Regions from separate parts of the Mus musculus genome. Here region 2 is linked to region 1. A link is a contact called in public Hi-C data. All regions are on one chromosome and are shown on one strand. Each heading gives the region's core, a stretch centred on a gene start, on an enhancer-like site or on the middle of the called end of the contact. The rest is flanking DNA. Distances are from core to core; before and after follow the strand shown. Region 1 has its middle 66 kb from the start of Gm14064. Region 2 overlaps Gm14064 (a long non-coding RNA gene).

Evidence for each region. Hi-C and Micro-C count contacts between places; a contact is called where the count stands out from the background.
Region 2: a Hi-C map of adipose-derived mesenchymal stem cells shows a contact between it and region 1, with 2.4 times the contacts expected there. The contact joins two enhancer-like sites. A contact is called at or near these places in 15 of 484 Hi-C or Micro-C datasets (the 3T3-L1 cell line, 3T3-L1-derived adipocytes, the C2C12 cell line and 10 more) and 1 of 115 datasets of contacts at active chromatin or transcription factors (embryonic fibroblasts).

What each region holds. Positions count from the first base shown.
Region 1 is chr2:137,595,724-137,599,658 of GRCm38.p6, reverse strand. No RefSeq gene overlaps it. Among named protein-coding and RNA genes, the nearest start is that of Gm14064, 66 kb to the left of the region's middle. Within about 2 kb of position 1,283, at least 26 of the 459 cell types and tissues checked have an H3K27ac peak or open chromatin away from gene starts, as enhancers often do. A contact at or near this core is called in the C2C12 cell line, the C3H10T1/2 cell line, adipose-derived mesenchymal stem cells and 2 more, where this site is marked.
Region 2 is chr2:137,720,704-137,724,230 of GRCm38.p6, reverse strand. Gm14064 (a long non-coding RNA gene) reads right to left here. Exons shown (of 6, transcript XR_866773.2): 6 at 1,828-2,186. Among named protein-coding and RNA genes, the nearest start is that of Gm14064, 59 kb to the right of the region's middle. Within about 2 kb of position 1,955, at least 48 of the 459 cell types and tissues checked have an H3K27ac peak or open chromatin away from gene starts, as enhancers often do. A contact at or near this core is called in the C2C12 cell line, the C3H10T1/2 cell line, adipose-derived mesenchymal stem cells and 2 more, where this site is marked.

The DNA.
Region 1 (3,935 bases), core at 34-2,533:
GCAGTGCTTCCATACATGCCACTTTTAATGGAAGCCCAGTTATGGCTAAACTACTAAGTAAGTTTAGATCCAATTGATGTTCGCAGTATGTTTGGAATATAGAAGAGCCTGGTGGAGGTACTGTCCTAACAGGACTGTTGAGCATTCTACTTAGAATCCTGGTCATCTGGAAAATGTGAGACATTCTGGGTTGCTAGAATCACTATAAAGAGGGTCAAATATGCTTCCAAAACACTTCTTATGTCTGCTTAAATATGTGAATCGCTTTTTGACTGGACACAAAACATTGTCCTGTTCACTCATGAGAAATCAAAATTCCCAGGCTTTAAGGGATGGCATATTGTATGACCTTTTCATATTAAACCAGCTTCCATCATACAAAGCCTTCCAGGATTGTCAACTCATTCACCAGTAGGATTTCAAATGGGAAGATAAAATGCAGATGTAATTTAAAATTATGTTTTACTTAAGCATAAAGGCCCAGAGAATGTCTCTCTTAGATAGCATCTTAGGCGACAAGCTTCTGCACCTCCTGGTCACACACACACACACACACACACACACACACACACACACACACACACACAATCAGCATCAAGTTCAGCCTCAAACTACTGAAGAGGAATCTACATTCAGTGTAACAAAACCCCCAGGTGATTCGTATGCATGGTAACACCTTACAAGCAATGCTGTAAAATACATTTTGAAAACCAGAGCCAAGAACAGTGACAGGAATAATTTTAACCTGGAAAATTTCAAGTATCAGTCTTACAGTTCAATCACCTTGACCCATGAAAGACTTCAGTGGTTCTTCCCTCCGCCCCCAAGAACATCTGCTCTGGGTCAGGATATTTTTTTTCCCCAAGAAAACCTCATATCTGAAGACGGTATGTAAAACAGTACATTTTTGAATCGAGAAGAAGCAGAGATCAGTGTTGCAGTTTGTAGCTTTCTTGGCCCATGAACAAATTTTATTTATACTAAAACTGTCCCACAGAATCAGAACTTTGTCTGCCATTTTAATCGACTCCCCCACAGAGGACTAGCCTATTTCCCAGCTCCACCAGGGAATGCATCATCTCATTTTAGCTGACAAAGAATCAGAGACTTCCCAAATTACTATTCCCAAGCCACTCAGAGACCCAAGCACAGATTCTGAATCAGGTGCGTGTGAACCACGAGCAGGGCTTGTGTTGTGAAGGAAAAGATGAATCCCAAGCCTCTACAAGCAAAATCCTCAAGTTAATAAAAGCCATGCACAGCCTCAAGTCCATGTAAGGTAGGGATCAGCCCGCAGGAACAAGGTTCCCATCGGAACCTTCCCAGCACAGTCATGACTCATGCCCAGAGCCATCTTGTCCCTGCAAGAAAAGCATAAATCATCGCCCATTCTGAAAAATGATGCCAAAAGTGCATTTTATTCAAATGCATTCCTTAAAATAATTGCTGAGAAAAGAATACAAGTGTATTCGACCAACAGCCGACTCTTCAGCCTGTGCATCTGGAGGGAAAATATGTCATGCAGTAACTAAGTGGATTCTAGAGATGTTGGGAATTCCTCTGTGTACTAAAGTCCAGGATCTATGGAGCCTGCTTCATTCTTTTTAAGAAAAACAAAAAAAAACTTTTGCTCTTTCTGTTACATCCAGAAAGTAACTTTCTGAGTATTCTACTGTAAACCCTACTATATTTCCCTCATTTTTATTATTTATTTTCCTTTTAACCAACAGCTCTGAAAATTACATAAATAAGATTTCTATTTAAAAAAATCTTTTTTCTTTTCACTCTCCTAAATCTTCCATTAGCATGAACAGAGCTCCAGTATATTTCATAATTTCATAACGCTGCTCTCCTCCTGATACCCCTCGTTATCTAATCCTCTTTAAATGCACATTTATTGCCTCACATTACCTAAGCTTTTATATATTTCTTGTTACCCAGAAGCAGCCGCTGAGGCAAGGACACAAAGGTGGGTGACTGTTCTAAGGGATTCTGTAAAATGCTAAGGGACCTGTGCTAGGGACGAGCAGAAAGTTCGTGAGAAGTCTATTAGCAAACAAGTCCATCCCTCTGATGTAAGATCCTAAATTTTGTTCTGTCGGCTGAGAGCCAAGCATCTGGGATATTCAGTTGTCAAATCCCTGACAGCCATTATTTGAGGGCTAGTTCTGGGAATATTTTCTTAGTGCTTAGACTGAGTGTGGTAAAAACATTAAAAAAATAATCCCACAACAAAACAATAAAACTCTTTTGAGGTACAGTTACTCATAACGATCATTCTTAGGGATATGAACACAGCAGTCAAAGGGAAAAGAGCAAGAGATCCATAGCATCTTCTCCATCTCCGTTTCCGTTCACCAATCCAGCCCAAAAGGAGCTGCTACTGAGCAAGGATACAGCCAACACTTAGTCGTCTCTAGAAATTGCTGTATGGTTTTGTTCGAAGGCTATTAGCCATGACTTGCCTCCTACATGAACTCTTCTCTTTCAGGCTTTGATGACAATAAATCCTGCGGGCCTACTCCTTTTTCTGCTTGCCACTCCTTTTCATTGTGCTGGGGCATCTTCCTGCAGCCAACCTCGAAAGGTTAGAATCCTCCATTGTACAGAGTCGGTGCTAGATGATCTCATCTGTTGTTACAGCTCAAGTTACTTTCTAACCATATCAAACCATGTACAAACTTGTGTCTCCAAGGACCCAGGTCTCTTGACAAGAGAGGTAGATGGCTCATGTGACACAGGTTATCACATAATTGCTTCAAATTCACCTAGTGGAGGTAAATATGAATTTCTTCTCATAGAATTAAAAAATGGCTTAATGTTACCTATCTCTATGAATAACATCACATCCCATTCAGTTAGTCAGACTGAAAAACTGTAGTCAACCTTGACATAATCTCCTTATTTCCTGCCTCCATATTTTCCATCTTAATTGAACTTTATCAATTGTGTCCTATCAGTAGACCTTTCTTTAGTAGACCTTTCTTTAGTCCAAATTCCTTTCCATTGTCCATATTTTCCTATATGATTTGTTTAAATGCGTTTTCTCCATCATTCAGAACGAAATTGAGCTCTAAGGATATCACCTTCTGCAACATTTGTCCCTTCTTGGCTTCTGCCTCATCAACACTACTCTCTTACTCTCTTACTCTCTGCCTCACTTTCTCTACTCTGCCTGCACTTCCCTCTTCCTGGTTCTGGAAAGTATAGTCATCCTTGGGCCTGTGGATCTTAATATCTTCTATCTAGTTTACATCAATTACTTCTCTTAGCATAAGGCTCACTTCACTATCTTCTAACTCATCTTTTTGAAGGAAGTTTAATATAATTTTCTCAAGGAAGATCTCCCTGATTTCTTTTTTGACCCCTTAAACTAAAGAATACATTCTCCTTGATTCCTATTTAAGACATGAACGTATTCTCTTAGCTCCTACTGTAATTAATTGTTTGGGTAATTAGTTGCCTGCTTCCGTGTAAGCTCCCTGAGAACAGGCAGTATGTCAATTTAATTCCCTTCTAAATACTCAGCAATTCCTGGCACCTGGTAAGATTCCTTCCTGTATTGTGCAAATGCAACAATTCCCAACATGCAAGATTACAATAGTTACTCAATGGTTTTTTTTTTCTAAGCTCATTCACAATTCCAAAAATCTAATTTTGCTTAGATTAGGTTATATGTCTTCTTCCTTTTATATTCTACTATGTTTCTAGAACATAGGAAGTGTAGAGCATCATCCTAATAAGAATAGAATCTGTAGTAATTTGTTAGTTTGATTCAACAAAAGCCAACAGATTTGAGTCGCTTAAGCAACAGAAATTGTCTCATAATTTAGGGACCATGAGTCTGAAATCAAGGTACTTGTAAGACTCATTCCTTCTAAGAGACAGAAAAGAAAGATATGCTACTCTGTGAGGAGTACTCTTAGAGGCTTGCC
Region 2 (3,527 bases), core at 706-3,205, 120 kb before region 1:
TGAATTTGTGTAGCATGTATCAAAACCACAAATATGTCCCATTTTGAAGCCATTGGAATACACCATTGTGAAAACTAACACAATATTAAGAAATAAAATCTCTTGAAACATTATTACAAGAGTATGTGGATCTAACTTGCCAGGCCACCCATAGGACTAAAGGGCCAGGCTGACATGTCTGCTACCTACTATCACAATGACAAACTACTAGAAATCTTAGCAGATAACCCGCATTCTTTTTTCATTTGTTTGTTTGTTTGTTGTAAAGCTAGACATCAAGAGATTAGTTTTTTCATTTTGGGTAAGGTTTGGCTTATTCTGTTGACTCATTTCTTTGTTGTTTAAGGGTCAGTCAGCTGCAGTCTGGCTGAAGTAGGCTGGCCTTGGCCTTGACTCTGCTCTAATAGACAGAATCTTTTCTGAAACTTGTGAAGGCCAAAGGACAGCAAATACAGATTCCAGAAGTAGAGAGACTCCACAGGTTAATGGGAGAAACTGTAAAGTCATATTACAAAGGCCAAGCAAGCACACAACAAATAATAAATACATAAATAAATATTATTCAGTATCATATTTGTAATCAAGTAAAGATAGGTTACTCTACAAGAAAGAAATCTGACCCAAAATGGCATTTAAAAGAAAATACCCACCAAAATGCCCACTCAGGATAAAATTTCTCCCAAGTTAAAGACACAAATGATAGAGAAGCTCTTGAAGAAGATGCTCAAGATATGACCATTTGACCTAACTTTTCTTCCAAGGTAGAGAACAAGACAGAGAGAGAGAGAGAGAGAGAGAGAGAGAGAGAGAGAGAGGAAAGAGAGAGAGAGAGATGAAGACAGAGATGGAGACAGAGGTAGAGAGACAGAGAAAAACAGAGAGACAGAGAGTCGGAGACACAGAGAGCTGAAGAGACAGAGGCAGAGACAGAGAGAGACACGGAGAGGAATTGAAAGGCCTCTAGCTAGCCCGAGCACGACACACATGACATGAGTCTGGCAGGCCTTGTCCTTCTCCCCCATTTCCTCTGCCTTGCTGAAAACCATTAGATTACATTCCTAAAGCGAGCCCTCAAGGTCTATTCCCTTATTTGGACATTTCCTCCTTTAGAGGCTGACTACCAAGGTCCAGCTATCAAAGTATTCAAATCCAGCAATCAAAAGCCTACCTTGGTTCATCTAATTAACATGCCCAATTAAAATTAAATACCTCATCCTAACACAGGGTTTCTTGTTTTACCTTTAGAAACCACCATTTTCCTAAGAGCCAATTCTTTTTCCTCTCTATCCAGAGACAGTCCTTTGTCCTCCCATTCCCCCCCCCAAGAATTGGTACTCCTGCCCCCTCTCTTTTGTTCCTTTCCCCTTCTCCCTTGTCCTTTATCATCTCTGCTTTTGTCTTCATCCTGTCTTTGTCTCTTATTCTCTGTCCTTTGTCCATCTGGTGCAAATAAATCTACTTTGTGCTTAGAACTTGGTCTCGGGGTCCTGATCTGATACAGATACTTTCAGAAGCAAAGAATGGAAGAATGACGGAGGAAGAAAGAAAGAAAGAAAGAAAGAAAGAAAGAAAGAAAGAAAGAAAGAAAGAAAGAAAGAAAGAGAGAGAGAAAGAAAGAAAGAGAGAGGGGGGAGGGAGGGAGGGAGGGAGAGAGGGAGAGAGAGAGAGAAAGAAAGAAAGAAAGAAAGAAAGAAAGAAAGAAAGAAAGAAAGAAAGAAAGGTGGAAGGAAGGAAGGAAGAAAGAAAGAGAAGAAGAAGAAGAAGACGACGACGACGAAGAAGAAGAAGAAGAAGAAGAAGAAGAAGAAGAAGAAGAAGAAGAAGAAGAAGAAGAAGAGAGAGAATGAGAGAATAAAGAAGAATAGAATAATCGTCTGCTCCTGTGGCTCAGCATTGGGTATAACTGCTCTCTGCTATGAGTCACAGATGACTGAGGGGTCGGTGTAGGGCATGACTCAGGGCCTAAGACAAAGATAGAACTTGATGGAGGTGGCAGGAGGCAGGAGGGCTCAGCAAGTTCAGGCATTATCTCAGCATTCCGGTGAATTCTTCTCTCCTGCAGCTGGAGGAGGCGGATAGAGAGTTCCTGCTGCATCCATAGGAAGAGATCCTACTCAGGCAGGCCTTTGGTCAAGGGCTCAAGTGACTCCAAAAAAGGAGTGGTTGATTCCGAGAGGTTTGTAGATCTGCTTAAGAAAACAAAACAAAACAAAACTGTGTTTCAGCTCCCCTCCCATCAGACTGTGGGCCAGATCAACAGACCATATCACCCTGCCATTGTATGCGGCCCCAGGAGCCAGTTACACAGTCAGTTTGAGAAGTTAATATTTAGAAAGCCTAATGACTCCATATTATTTCCTGTAAGGAAGAAATAATAAGGCAATGTTATCTGGTGTCCCACTCTCACGTAGATTTGCATTTAGCAACAGGGGTTTGAATATTTGTTTGTTTGTTTTTGTAATTATCTTGCTCAATAACAATTCAATAATTGCTAAGACTTGTTTCTGTATTTTGCTTTTTTAGGCAATACTCTTTGATTTTTGACTGCATAGTAACATGCCCAAATATATAAATATTTGTGCATCAAGTTCAAACAACCAGTACATCTCCAAAAAAGAGAACAGAAAAGAAAGAAAGAAAGAAAGAAAGAAAGAAAGAAAGAAAGAAAGAAAGAAAGAAAGAAAGAAAGAGAAAGAAAGAAAGAAAGAAAGGAAGGAAGGAAGGAAGGAAGGAAGGAAGGAAGGAAGGAAGGAAGGAAGGAAGGAAGGAGAAAAGGAGGAAAAAAAGAAAGAAAGAAAATTCTATTACCCTAAAATGACTTAGGAACAGAACTGAATCTTTGCCAAATAAGGTGCCTATTGGCCTTAAGATGCTGAACTTGAAAATGACTGTCTTAGAAACAAAGGCTAAGTGTGGTTGGCTCTCACTCAACGTGGCCACTAACATCCTTAATTACAGGACATGGCATCATTTTGATTCACAGCAGAATAAAAGGCATCTATTTGTATATTTGGAAGTTTGACTGAGGATTTCCTGATGAAGTCATTTCTGCCTTACAACAGCCCTGCTTGTACACTAGAGTTAAAACCAGGTCACCACCATTTCCATGCAAGTGTGAGTGTGTGTGTGTGTGTGTGTGTGTGTGTGTGTGTGTGTGTGTGTGTGTATGTGTGTGTGTACATGCACACTTCATTCCATAGTCTAATTAAGACTTACACATACATAATTTTCTCTAAGATTAATGCTAGTGATAAATCAAAATTTTACCTAAAAAGGAAAACACTTTCAAGTCAATTGTTTCACATCTGGATAGTGAAGAATATAGAATGTATATATTCAAATCTTTTGAGATGTATGCCTCACCCTAAAATGAGTGGATACATCATTTAATGGAGAAAGAGAAACAAGGGAAAGATTGCTCATTGTTATATAAGAGGGATGCCTGTGGCTTCTTACGTATACTTAGGATAGTAATAAATGCGATATAACCTGATTTTAAGTAACACTCTTTTGATTTCCTATGCTTG